Regions from separate parts of the Anas platyrhynchos genome. Here region 1 is linked to region 2. Evidence: chromatin contacts called from public Hi-C data. All regions are on one chromosome and are shown on one strand. Each heading gives the region's core, a stretch centred on a gene start, on an enhancer-like site or on the middle of the called end of the contact. The rest is flanking DNA. Distances are from core to core; before and after follow the strand shown. Region 1 holds the start of BICC1 (BicC family RNA binding protein 1). Region 2 overlaps BICC1 (BicC family RNA binding protein 1).

The links. A called contact is a pair of places that touch in the nucleus more often than the background predicts.
Region 1: a contact with region 2 is called in a Hi-C map of F5 follicle, with 2.4 times the contacts expected there. The contact joins the promoter of BICC1 here to the enhancer-like site in region 2. A contact is called at or near these places in 2 of 8 Hi-C or Micro-C datasets (F1 follicle and F5 follicle).

Annotation. Positions count from the first base shown.
Region 1 is chr6:11,107,200-11,114,242 of IASCAAS_PekinDuck_T2T, forward strand. It overlaps BICC1 (BicC family RNA binding protein 1), which reads right to left and starts at 5,307. Exons shown (of 20, transcript XM_027463240.3): 1 at 4,876-5,307. The coding sequence starts at 5,077. It overlaps LOC110353920 (a long non-coding RNA gene), which reads left to right and starts at 5,595. Exons shown (of 5, transcript XR_011810338.1): 1 at 5,595-6,275; 2 at 6,812-6,924.
Region 2 is chr6:11,044,579-11,052,080 of IASCAAS_PekinDuck_T2T, forward strand. All of the region lies in intron 3 of BICC1 (BicC family RNA binding protein 1), which reads right to left. Among named protein-coding and RNA genes, the nearest start is that of PHYHIPL, 45 kb to the left of the region's middle. Within about 2 kb of position 2,658, at least 5 of the 8 cell types and tissues checked have an H3K27ac peak or open chromatin away from gene starts, as enhancers often do. A contact at or near this core is called in F1 follicle and F5 follicle, where this site is marked.

The DNA of each region.
Region 1 (7,043 bases), core at 4,057-6,556, 65 kb after region 2:
TATTTCAGCAAGAAACTGCTGAAGGAAAACATAACATACCTCTTATAGCTTCGACAGGCACACAGGGAACTTTAAACAGAAGTGGAAATAAACAGCACTAAGTATTTGCAACTTCATTCATAAGTAAGGTATGCTATTCAAATGAGCACTGAACATTTAGTTTTATCATCCAGACTTTCACCATCATCACACAACAATCCAGCAGAGAAGCTGTAACTCCTGCTAAGCCATGCAAACAAATACCAACATATTTAATGCACCACTCAAGGTCACCATCCCCACATGGAAACCACCAGTCGTGACCACCCTATTTAAGCTGAGATTGCCTATAAAGCAGTTAGACTACTCAAAATCTATTAACTTGCATCTTCAGCCTCTAATAAAACTATTGTTTGCAGCAAAGTCTCAGCAGAGGCCCAGTTTTCATAGAACACTGAGTGTGCTGAAGAAGATGGAGGTACCAAGGTTTGTTTTTTTTTTTTTTTTTTCCTCCAGCCCCCCCAGCTTTATTTGTCAGACATTGATCTATCATTCTCTGTAGCTGACACAAACTAGTCTAAGAAAGGTATTGCAAGTACACTTGCCCACCTAGTTATGCATTAAAATGGGCAGAAAGTTTCACCCAACAGATCAGCAAACAGGAAATAAGTTGGTTATCACCCAAGCATCAGAGGTAGGCATGGCCTAAGCAGTCTTAGCATCAGGCAATGACCTCAACGGTGAGCTTTGGGCAAAGGAATTAAGGAGTGATTTCCAGTAGATTTACAGTAACGAGGTACGGCTCACTTCGATTAAATGGACCAAACGAAATTGCCCAAGTATTTCTGTCCCTGCCATCAAAGAAGAGCAGGACTTGTTTTGGTGAAAAATGACCACTTCAGCATTTTTCCAACGCCAAACCACAGGCAAAGAGCACAGAAACTAAGGGAGCAAGAAGAGTCATGTATCTATATTCATTTACATAAGGTAGATGCCTATAAATGTTGACCTACTCCACTTAACAGAACTAACCAGCACTAAATCAGCACAGGACAGGATTCCTGCTGGGTACCAACACAACCTTCTCTGGAAGACGTCCAACAGCTGATGGAACATTTGTGGCATTGGGTACCCAAAGTTCTCTAAGCATCTAGTTCTGTGCTTTTCTTCGGGTGCTCATTTATCAATAACTGAGAAGAACACAATTACCTCATTAAAAGAGTCTCTAGGTCCCCAAACTAAATGTAGCCAGAGTCTCCAACATGAAAGATGTGTTTAAAAAAAGCAGAATTCTGAGAGGCACGCACACTTGGTCTTGTTTTAAGACAAGACACGTGTAATATGGCATCTTCATCACTGCTACAGTTAGACTTCTCTTTAAAAAAAATGTGATTTTTTTTCTTTGCCAAATATTGTGTGAAAGAGCATTATAAAATCAAAGTATTTAAGCATGCACTGTACATACATCCCATCAAAACTCCCTATGTCTGTTACAGGATGTCATAGCAAAAAGAATTTTTTTTTTTATTAATAGAATACTGGCACAATACTTTGTAGCCAAGAAGATGCCACGCAGAAGAAGGTGTTGCCTTTTTTACCCCCCTCGCCTTTTCAACAGTGCATGGCAAGCTTGTGAGTCTTTTGATGGCTGCTGCATTAGTTGCTAGATTGTACCTCTTTTGACAGGTTTTCCAAATTTCATGGTTTTCATTTTTTTGTAACAATACTCAGCTGCTACAGTCACTCAAATGAAGTAAATTATTCCGCAGTATTATGTCACCTGAGTGTTCACCAGAAGGTAGTGCACAGCAGCTACAATTAATAAGGGTACGAAATATTTTCTTCTAGTAAGCTGTGACTACTGAGAAGAATAGTTGATTTTTTTTTTAACCAATTTGATTCCTGAAAAAAAAAAAAAAAAAAAAAGGAGGAGTTACTCTATTCTAAGAGAGATCTGTTCACCAACAAACCCGGATGAGGACACGCGCTATAAGATATTAGGCACCCCACTGTGAAGACTCGGACTTCAGGGCCATTATTCCCCTCACCTGTGATCAAGTACTGTAACAGTAATACAAGATAGCTTGACTTTTTTTTTTTTTGATATAAAGAAAATCTTACATTCAAAGTTCTCACCACAGCTTTCGCCTTTTCTGATATACCCAACAAAATTTCAGAGGCTCCCTCTGCCTTTCATTTAATATATGTATCTTAAGGCTATTCAGAATCCAACTTTAAAACCCCAAAAATACTAAGCCAACTATATTGAAGTGGGAAAAAAGTACAAGCAGCGCCCCCACTTTTATCAATGCTTTCTGCCACCTCAGTTCAGACTTGGTTTCTGCTTCAAAAGTGGTTGGTAGCAGAAGGGCCACATCAGTACTTTTTCTAAAAAGAGCTGCATTTGCCATGTCACTGCACTTGCTCCATCTGTGGACTGTGTGTACCGCATTACAGCACCCAAGTCCCAGTCCCACCCATGAGCTAGATAAAACGTCTGCTACGCCAGGTGAGCTTTGCAGAAGCCTGCATTGTCCCTTGAGAAACTATGCATAAAATATCAAGTGCAGAAAAGATGAGTAAGAATCATGGCAGAAATAGGTATAAAATTTAGTAAGGCAATAATAGAATTCAATATACAGCAGAACCACAAAGCCTAGGAGCAAGCTTCTTCAATTTCTTTCTACTGTTGATCCCTTTGTATATTTCTTCATTAATATAGTGAACAGCAGATAGTAACTAGCAAAAAAAAAAAAAAAGAAAATGACCAAGGGTTCCCTGAGCAAGTAGGACATTTCCTGACAGATTTCTTCAATAGATGCTGTTTAAAACTTGGCTTTAGTGACAACTTAACTCAGGATGTTGTATTTGCACATTCATATAACATAAAAGCTACTGTGAACACCTGAACAAGCCATATATTTTAAGATAGTTTAAGAAGTAACTTTCATAAGCATAAACCTGTTCTCTAAGAGCTGGTTAAAACAGAAGAGTAGACTTTAACAATCCAATATGAGCAAGAAGCTATATTTACACCAGCTCAGATTTAAAAAAGTAAATAATTGGTTAACTGTTGGTAATCAGAAATCTGGCCATCACCACTTAAGACCACAAAGATGACTCCCTTCTGCAGTGTCATTTCTTCACATCGAGACCTTCCAGTGATAAATACAGAACGAGAAACATTAGGAAACATGACCCTATGAGTTGTCCAATGAAAGTTCCTCAACTTTTGAAGATCGCATACAGATTCTCTTCCACCATTCCTTTCCTCCTAGGGGTGAGTCAAAGTCTATGCTTCCAAAAGACGGCTACAAAAAAAAAAAAAAGCGCAAAAAAAGAAATCAACTTTGGCTTGTAATCAGTAACATGACTGACTTGCAACCTCTGGGTGCCATTTACAGACCTGGCTTCACAACGTCCCGTGTGACACACTGGCAACCTTGCTCAGTACTTCATGTATTCCTCCACAAAAAAAGAAGTAAAACCTACCTCGTAAGGAAATCAAGACATAAGGTAAAAAAAACATGTATAGTAGCAAGAGAAAGACTGAAAGCAAATGTTTAACAGACAGTTCAGCTTTTTCTGACAGAACAAACTATTCTTTGCCTCCTTTATATTTCCTAATACATCTGTTTTTTTTTGCATTACCAATAAGCCAGAAAGGTTAGGTTTTCACACTAAATCAATGAATCAGATGATACTGCATTCAACACGTGCTTTCCTTCACACACAAAAAAGCAAAGAGATGCAACAAAACCACCTTCTGAAGCGTGTATGTCTGAGATGGACACAGAGCATATCCCCCAAAGACATGCAGCATTCAGCCCGCACTTACTCAGCGTGCTGTCAGACTTACTCACCTCTTACGAGGAGATGAAAAACAAACAAAAACAGGAGCAAGCAAGGAGTGCCCCATTTGCCACGGGCTCCTACTGGACGCCCCCACCTACACCGGCTGTGGGTTCTCCTCAGGAGCCCTGCTTGCCCTGCTTACCCTCACACGCTGCCTCTGGCAGCAGAAAGACAGGCTGTGTGCGGGATGAGAAAATGGAAATTTATTTCACTAGTAGAGGAAAATGTTAAGGCAACCGTCAGTCTTCTCACAGCACTTTGTAACTTTGGAGCCTTTTCCCTGCCTCTCCATACACACAAGCACTTTTCCTTCTCAATACCCATGCGCCTCACAGTCTGAGAGGCTCCTGATGAGCGCATCCTCATAAGCGGCTCCTGCTTATGACTGGATTTTCTCAGAAGTCCTCACTCTTTACTTGCATTACATAACGAGGTTTCTCTACCAGTTCCTCATGTTAGCTGATTACAGATTAACCCGCCCCCAGGAGACAGAATCTCATTTCAAGAGATTCCAGCGGCCGCAGCCACCTCGCCCCTCGGGGCGCTCGGGCAGCCCTCCCTCCCTGGCAGGGCAGAGCCAGGTACTCACAGCTCCCAGCCGCCCAAAGAAGCCCCCTCCACGTGAGAGATCGCGACATGTTTCTCAGGGTTTGGCTCTGCTTTGACACTCCCCGCAGCGCCGAGGTACCACAGCTCGCCCCTGCCGCCCGCAGGCTGACCCGCTCGGCGCCGTCCCCACGCTGCTCGCCCGAAGCGGCCCGCGCAGTCCTCCCCGGGGGCAGACGCTTCAGGAATGACCGCGGCAAAGCACACGGCCTCGAGAAGGGGGGAAAGAAAAGTCAAGCGCGCTGCAAACCCGAGCGCCGCCGGCCCCGCGGCCAGGGGATGCTCCCCGGCACGGCGGCCTCCTGGGGCCGTTCCTAGAGAGCGGCCAGCCCGCAGCACCCCGCCGGGGCCGGCAGCGGCCGCCCGGCTGCACTGGGCTCCGGGGGCAGCTCGCCCCGCGGCCCCGCGCCCCCCGTTGCCTCTCCCCGCCCTCACCTTGGAGCATGGCCTCCAGTTTCTTCCTGTCCACCCGGAATCGCTCCTCGCCCCACTCCGGGCTGTGCAGGGGCCGCGGCGGGCCGGCCGAGTCCTCCTCGGAGCCGGGCACGGGCGAGTCGGTGCTGCGCTCGCTGTTGGAGCCCGGGTCGGAGAGCGGCTGCTGCAGGTACCCGCTCAGCGGGTCGCACTGCGCCGCCATGGCGCTGCCGGGCGACCCCCGCCGCCGCTCCGAGCCCCACTCGGCCGCCTCCCCGCGGGACGCTATCTGCCCCCACAGCCGCCCCCCCGCCTCATCCCAGCCGCCGCCGCCTGCCAGAGTCCCGGCCCCGGCGCCGCCGCCCGCGCCCGCCTCTGCCTCCGGCTCCCCGCCGAGTGTGCGCGGCCCCGGGCCGGCGGCGTCCGCGGCTCGGCGGCGCCCCCAGCCCGCCCGCAGCCCGCACAGCATCCCCGCCTCCATGGGGCCGCCGCCGGCCCGCCGGGGAGGGGCCGGGGATATCCCCGGCCGCGGCCCGGGAGGAGGGGGCGGAGGGGAGGGCCGGGCCGCGAGGGGAGATGCCGCCCCCGAGCGCCGCGCAGGCGGTGGTGGCGGCGGCCCGGCGGGAGCGGGGCCGGTCGCGGTCCCCGTGGCGGGCCCGGGCCGCCTGTGAGGGGCTCCGGGCCATCCGCCGCCGCCCTGCCCGCCCCGAGGCCGCCCCCCGGCCGTGAGGTGAGCGGCCCCTGGGCGGAGGGGCCGCGCTGCCCGCCCTCGGGGTGCTGGGGGAAGGAAAGGGCGCCCTGGGGTCGCCATCCTGAAAATTAGCCCTGATTAACATCCCCCACACACGCACACACACAAAGCCGCCACGTCTGTGTGTGCAGCGGGCACAAACACACCTTTGTTTCGTTTGAAGCGGCGTGTTTTGGTCAGCGTGTGTTGGAAATGGCACCCGTCCTGCAGGGCTGCCACATCTCCACGCGGTGACAGCTTTCGCCTTCGTGGCTTTTCGGTACTGAGGCTCACAAAGAGAAATTACCTCACGTTTTGGCATCCTCTGAGGAAAAATGTTACAAATCCCTGACCTTGGGGCATAATTGTGTTAACCTACCCGCAGGAGTCCCAGGGCTGGCCTAACGGTGGACTTGTCATGAAGCGTTAGTTTTTACCACAGGGTAGTTCGCATCACTGAACAAACAGCTGAAGCCCCAAAGCACGTATTGGTGTAAAGGAAGCATCCACAGAAGACCTGGCACTGGTTGTGATGCCAAATGGCTCCTGGTGGCCAAAGTGTGCTGCTGAACGCATACCAGAAAGCACTGGAAAAATTTCAGCGGACTCAGGTGATGGTTACTCACCTCAGAGTTAACGTCAGCCTGAAGGACAATACCAAAATTCCTCAGGAGCTTTGCTGATGCTCCAGGTAGATGGGAGCCACTCTACGTCTTGTTGTAAGATGCAGTTATTTTTACAGAGGTTTGCATTTTGGCTCACTGAGTCATTTGCACATTTCCCACTTAACACCATGATTGTGATTTCTACACCACCTATGGTTTCATTTTTACTGAACGTTACATGCACACGGGGAGGCAGTCTTACTGGAAACCCCGAGTATTCAGCTGTAGCATTTAATTCTCTTGGAGGTCTCACACCCTCTGGGAATCCTAGCCAGTGGCTTGCAGGCAGCATACTTCTCACAAGATCCTCTGGTACTTCTCATGACCATGGGAATTAAAACAGCCAAAGCCAACAACAATAGCACAAAACATTAATATAGGTCTTTAAAATAACGTGATCTCTATTTCTCTTCATAATAGTTCGCTTGTAGCACGATGATACTTAAGGTGTGGTAGGCAGTCTGAGGGAAGACTGAAAGTGGGACAGTGCTTTTCTTCCCAGTTCAGAAGTTTAGTTATCAATCAACCCCCCTCCTCCTTTTTTTTTTTTTTTTTTTTTCAGATGGGAAAGTGAAGATGGTCCATATCAAACCAGGTTGATGTCCAGAGAATTCTGCTGCTTTGCTCCTAGATCAGCATCAGCTGGACTTGTCTGTCTTCTAGATGCCAGGACCTGTGAGTTATACAATCCAAATGTTCGGAAGTTATGAGTGTCAACAAGGCCAATTACAATCCACAGCTGCTACAGGTGCTTAGCACCTCCAAGCAGAACAATTATCTGGGTATTTTCCACT
Region 2 (7,502 bases), core at 1,408-3,907:
TATTTTTTCAGCATGGAACCGATGAATTCATGGCTCACTACTTAAATGTCTGTTGCCATTGTATCTCAAAGCACAAATGCAGAACCACAATGCATGGGAAAGAAAATAAGAAATAAAGGGAGGAAAAAAAAGGAATTAAAGTCATCTCAAACTTAATATTATGAAAGACACCACCATTATATTTTCACTGCACATATGGTCAAATTCAAGGTAACAATTCTGATGTATAAGCCTGGAAATCATTTTAGATTGTATACACACATACTCACAAAAAAGCCAGTAATGGTGGCCATGCTTTGCTAAATAGAAGGGAAAAAACATTGTAACACCTCACTTGTCAGCCTAAATGCTAGCCTCAGGCTCAACCTGCTTTGCAAATTCTCCCACACCCAAATCCAACTACATTTACTTTGCATCTTTATGCCTGCTGGTTACTGCTGCTCCTTTTAATGCCTTATGGCTCTAGCTGACTGCATTCCACTGTGTGCCGTGTGTCTTACACAACCATTGGGATACGGCATTACATTAATTTTGTGGTTGGAACAGGAGGATGCAGCCAGCCTTCCAGCAAAGAGTACTGCACTGGTTATATCTGTGTGAACAGGACAAACAGAACTTTCCTTCTGAGAATCTACATAAAATAAAAGTGTATCTGAAAGATGGAGTGAGCTGGTTCTTGACACTGCATGGGGCACTTGGTGACTGAAGCCAAAGATAGTTAAAGGTACCATGTTTGATTACTATTATAAATACTCTATCACTTCTGTTAGTATGATATTTCCACAGTGCAAAAAGCACAAGTCTCCCTTTCCTGGATTAAGTCATTTAAAGGTTCTTCTTTCATCTGTGTTTCTGAAGAACATGGTAGGGATCTTCCCACCCTCTCATTAATGAGAGCAATGCCAAGGCCAACACAGAAAAAACATTTGAACCATCTTCTTGAGAGCTAAGTAGCAGCAGCTACAAAAAGTACACGGAAATGATTCATATTTCAAGTTGCAGTAAGACACAGTCAGGTCATGCATTATGAGCGCATTGGCCTTCCAAAGAGTACCCCAGCCTCCCACCCCAACCCAAACACAGATCAACACACACCAGGGAGCACTCCAACAGCTGCCCAGTAGCAATCTGGAGTGCAATGAGCACAGTGACAAGATGCAGCATCCCACAGAGGAGCAGGGCACTCCAGTGGGGTCAGCAAACAGCCTCTGTGAGAGCAGGAAAACAGAGACGTGTGCTGATGAGCTAATGCTGGAGACAGTTTGTAAGCAACTTTTACTATGGGGGAGAAAAGTGACTGTGTTTTTAAAAAATGTCAATGGTTTATTGCTCATAAATCCTAGTGTGTGTTGTGCCAATATCACCTGCCCACACTGCATTGGTGCACAGAGCACACACAGCACAGAATAGCAGTAGCACAGTGCAGGGGATTCTTACATCCCTGACAACCTAAAGCTCCTGTCTAACAGTCCACTGTCTAATACTGATTTGATGTTTTAGTAGACTCATAAAAACAAACTGAAGTTCAAACAGAATATGTTCAGTGCCCAAATTTCACCTACTTGTCTACCAGATACAAACTACATTGCTTACAATCTATCTAGATGCTAAGGAAGAAACATCTCCTTAATCCTTTTACAAAATTGTAAGGTGGCAATCATTTTATTTCCAATGCATAAAGTTAAATTATTGCTACATATTACATTTTTAAATACTGGGTTCATAGCAAGCAAACAATACGCTTCTCACGCTGTTTCTCTGAGGGTAATTTTTCCAGGCTTTGCCTAACAAAATTACCTGAAGCAAATGTCAAGTCTTAGCTTTTAAATCAGCCAACCAGACCTGAGCTGTTCCAGTGAACTTGCTCTGCATCTCTTCTGTCCTTCTGTCTCCGGCATTAGCCCAATTGCAAAACTCACCTAAAAAATTAGTCTCCTGTTGAGCACCCATGCAATGTCAAATTCAGCAAAACTGCTCTTATCTCTGCTTGCCCCAAATCTGAGTTTAAATAATATGATGGGGTCACAGAGAAGACCAGTCAGTCTCTGGTTTACAAGTATACAGAATAGAGCACATTGCCAGGTACCTGCTAAAGGCAGGAAAAGCCTAAAAAAAATAAAATAAATCCAAGAACAACACATAAGCTAATGCCAATGTTAGCTGAAAAATTGTGACAAATCTGTATCCCTGAGTAATTTAATTACAATAACATGAGTTTGTATTACCACATTCCAGGGCTTAAAATTTTAGTTTTACTACAGTTACAGCCAAGCACTCTTACTGGACATTAAGGCCCTTGATAATTCCCTTCATAACACAACTGTGCTTGTATTTTGGCTCTGCCTTATCTCCCAAGTATAAGCAAGTTGCTGTTCTGCACCAGAACACACAACAAACCCCAAGCAAAACCAGGAAAGCCTAAAACCTTGTTAGCCTAAAACCTTGTTAGCCTAAAACATTGTTCCTGCTCTTCATACAGAAATAACCACAGTTCAAATAACTTTTCTATAGATTTACTTAAAGTTCCTGGGCTTCTTTTTTTTTTTTTTTTTAAATATATATATAAAAAAAAAGGACACATTCCCACCTGCTGCCTCGCTCACTGCTTAGAGATTGTTTTCATAGATCATAAACGTGACCAGAAAGTACTGTATGTTTCTCTGAGCCAATGCTAGTTCATGATTTCACATTTTTGTGTAGAAGCAGTATAAGATACAGGATAAGCACTGAGCGTGGAAGACCCAACAATTTCACCACAAACAAGATAAAAGACGCCAGCAAATGTGATTTTCTTTGAAAGGTTTCTCAGTTGTCACCTACACTGCACACAAAGCAGGGAGCATTAATTGATCTGTCTGCTTTCTGAAGTGGCAGCAAGCTGGAGGCTTGTATAAATAGCTCCAGTAAATGAACTATCTGCTGCCAGCTGCTGGCTCAAGGGATGCTGTGGATTTGTACGTGTCAAACTCCTCTGATCGAAGAGAATTGACATGAACTCCCATGGCCATGTTTTGCATGGCCTGGGACAGTCTCTTCTGTTCATTTATTTATTGCAAAACAGGGAGGAGTCATTTATGCCTGGGTCAGCTCCTCCAGAAACAAAAGAAATAAACGAACTTGTGATCTAAACACAACTGCTCTTTAATTTTTAAAGTACACAATTACAGGGTTTGAGGATTTTTCTTCAAAATATGAGAAACAGTTTGCACTGACAGTTTCTCATTTATGGAGAAAGTTAACAAAAAGCAGATGCAGCTCATAACACAGAGCCTGCAATACATGCTGTAATTAATCTGGCATTCCAAACAATAAACACAGTGTCAGCAAGAGACTTGCTTTAAATCTTTAAGTCAATTATGGACTGATAGCCTTAGCAACACATTCAGGAAAATATTTACCCATTTAGAAAGCTGTGTTAAGAGGAGCCACAGTTAAACTGCTGTTCAGCAGGTAGCCTATCGGTTAATTTGAAGCTTGGCAGGCAGTGAGTATGTAAGGTGAGTACTTGGAGAGCTATTGAAACCACTAAGATCCTTTCCCTCAATTTACTCACAAGCCAAACATCATAAAGACAGAAAAGAGCAGAACTTATCCAGCTTCTTCTCAGCCTGATGACAGCAACCACCCATGGAAGAGGGAGTGGATATTTAGTGTGCATGCATGCAAGTGTCAGATGACAAAATACACAGATATCGTTACTCCTACCAAATTCTGAAGAGAAAGTAGTGAACTATAAGAAATTTGGGTCTTCAGGTACAGAACAGGTGGTGGCAGCAGCTGTTTTATCTGAGATCTTGAGAAATTCAATCTTTTTTCTCCACTTTCTGCATTTCCCATTTAAAGTGAAAGCCTTCCAGCCTTGGTTTTCCACTAATTGTTTGTCTACAGCAGGAAAAAAAAAATAAAACCCCTTTCTAGCATCCCCTACAAATCTGTCCAGTCAATTCAAGCTAGGAAAACACAGAGCAACAGCTGTGGACAAACAACATAAAACAGCTGAAAATCGTCCCCACAGTTTAGCTGTCTAAATATTTGTGGGAGAAGATAAGTTTTCCATTCAATGCAGAAAAGTCAAAGTCAAAATTCCAGCTCTCAAGTATAGTCAAATTCAAAAGAGTAAACACTGAGAATTCAACCAATAATGAAGTTATGCCATATTCAAGAAGCTGCTTTCTAATTGTTTTACTCTAACAAAATTCAGCCAAAGTTGTTTTTGTTTACTGCTACCACTGGGCATAGGAGTCAGTCATCTGCAAGCACTGGACAAGTCAACCAAGCCAAAGATGCTACTTGAGAGAAGCTCAAAACTATGATCTAGCACCAGCGTGCTGCCTTGGTTGGGTTGCAATTCCTGAATGCCAATATTTTAATTACATCCTTATGTACTCTGATGTCCAGGTAGACCTCTACCCTCCTGCTAAAAAAAAAAAAAAAAAATGAAGAAGGTCAGAGAGCAATGAGAATGAGCCCAATGCAACAGCAGGAGAAGAAGATTTGAAACTTCAAAACCCTTTCAAAATGAAACGCCTCAGTGACAAAACACAAAATTCAGCATCTCCCAGAAATCCCAGTTAATTCATTCAGCTCTGCAGTCCCACCTTCCTTAGGTGAGGCACAGATCTCCAAACTTGTGCTCTGCACCTGATCTTTCCTGTACCTCCAAAGGCCACAAAAGGCCAAGGGAGGCACTGCTGAACTTGGAGATGGCCTTGATTGGACAAACACAGCAAGTCTGGCTACCCCTACACCCACAGCCAGGACAGCAGAGCATTTACAGCTCAGCTACAAGCATTGAGGCACTGTCAATGGCAACACAGTAGTTGTGACACTGAGGTAGCAACCATACTTGGCTGGGGGTGCGAAATAAAACATGAAGGAGACTAATAAATGCTAAAATAGCATGGAAAATCCCCCCTGCAAGGAACACTCTCTCCAGCCCCAGCTCAGTGCTCGCTCCTTTTCTCTGCCAGCAGGTGAGAGCAAACCAGCAGAGGACACCGCTTTCAGATACACATTCAGGAATCTAAATTTAAGTACTCAAACACAACTTAGCAAGCATTCATTTTGAGCTGACTGTGGTTCAAGTTGAACTAACACTGCAGAAGAGGAAAGAGCAAAAATTACGCCAAAATACCTGTCTGTTAGCTTTTCCTCTGTAAAATCCAAGAGAAATCTCTTCTACGACAGAAGTGTTTGCTTCTGATCCTGTACTAAGCAGATGCTGATAACAAGTGACCTCTCCTATTCCTGCATAACATCTACTATTACTTTTTAAAATATACACAAGAATATTTTTTAAACTCTTCCTACTTCTTATTTTCAAAGTATGTACTCTGCTTTTGAATGTCTATAGTGTTCTGTTGTCTTGATGCCATTGACACATCTTGATAAATGTATCCTATTCCATCAATTAAGCGTCACTGAAAACACTGACCAGCACAGGGCAGCATGTCAGAAAATTTAACGGAAGGGAAGGTGCTATGGATCGATCACTTCCAGGATAGGAAGTCACCTGATCTCCCTGAGTTTCAGGCAAATTTCTTGGAAGCAGAGAAGAGAATAACATACACTGCATCTAAACATTTTTGATTTGTAGTTTTGTCCTAGGAAGTGTACATATTTTGGAAGTTTGGATTTCCTTGAGGTGACTAAATGTATATTTATACACAGGTCATTCATGTTTATTGTTCTGCAAGTGCCTGTACCCACAGACAGAGAAGTTAACGCTAACAGCACTCAGATTTTCACTCCAATTATAATAGGAAAGGGGGAAAGAAATATACACGTGCATGTATTTTGCACATGTAGAGTTGAGTATAATTCCAAGAATGTATTGCTAAAAAACTCAATGTGAACAGTTTGGCACAGTAATATTTTAAGCAAGTTCCAGAAGACAGCTTGCATTTTCTCTAAGCTCAATATTCTCTCAGCTTATTTTATTGGCTATTATTCTCCTCCAGTGTTACAAAACCAAGCAGTTTACGTTATTTGACATTGCACTGGACACAAATCTAATAAACTGGATGACAGTTGCACTCAAACTGAATACTTTTTATTGCTGTCTTATTTCACTTGCACACATTCCAATTCTGTTCTGCGACCTTTTACAGAAAGCACCAACATCCTCAACTCCCTCAGAATAGAAGCATGCTTTGTGTTCCCCATATTTTAAGTCATACATATGTTTTGATGTAAGTCAAGACATCTGTTAAATCTTTAACTAACTGAAATTGTAGTCAGCCAGCTACATCTTTATCAAAGCTGCATAAAGACACTAGATAGGAGAAAAGTGACATGCTTCATACCTAATCAGCAGTTTAAGATTGTAATGAAAGTCTGCACCAATACAGTGCTTTTCTCAGCTTTTCTCCATGATACTTTGCTCATAGAAAATTCAGAGCTGAACCTGACCTCATTTCCAAGATGAGGATGTGTACTGGAAGTCCATGCCTGACACCTATGGACACTGGGTTGTAATTGTCCCCTCTACGTAGAAGGCCCACTTATCACTCCTTCCTTCCCTCCATCTTCCTCCTTCCACCTCCCACCTGTTTTCCTGTTCTCTATATGCCACTTGCATAATTTACTCTATTATTCTGCTCTCTCAAAAGCCTGATTTTATTTATTTATTTATTTATTTATTTATTTATTTATTTTTACTACTCCCACTCTGCCCTCATGTTTCCTGAACCTCCTTTGCTGACCCACATCTCCATCTCTCCGACTCTCTCTTCAGTGCCTCCATCAGCCTCCCATTTCCTTTCCGTGTCTCTCCCTTCTTGTTCCACTTTATCCCCAACTTTTTCCGTTCCCACAGCTTTCCTCCCGTTACCAAGACATCATTTACCTCTTCCCTTCCCGTGAGTTAATGTCAGGAGGACACATAGCCAATAGCCCTCAGTAACTAGCTGTGGTCGATCAGTGTTGGCAGGCTGTAGGGGTCTCCCTGGGTGAACCACACCAATTCAGCAGCTGCAGTTGCAGCCACACAGCCAGAATTGCAGCCTACCAGAGCTCATGACAAACACTTACCAAAACAATTATTTCTGAACTGCTAAAAATCTGGAAAAACAGTATTTATCCCAAGAACACTATTTATGCCCTGGATTTTGCTCTCTTTGGATTTAAGCTGTTTTACAGGAAATGTTAGTCTTGCTCAAAAACCAAGAAATCAAATGACTCGCACAGTTTATACAAAGTTAAGTTTGTTCAGATCAAAAGCTTAGAAGTCAGAAAGCCATTCCATGCTGCAGTTAGTTTTCAGATATTCCCTCCTATTGCTTATTCCAGAAAGATCATATGATTCAAATTAGTTTCCAGAGGAAGTCATTAAAGAGAGTTTCTATCAATGATGGTTTTGTGTGTTTGCACTTGGTCTTTGGCACAGCCTCAGGCTATATTTAGAATCTAAAATGTAAAGAATGTTTGAAACCAAAGCAATTTGAAAAGAAAAGAATTTATAATAAAATAAGATCTGCAAAAAAATGGATGATACTCTTTTA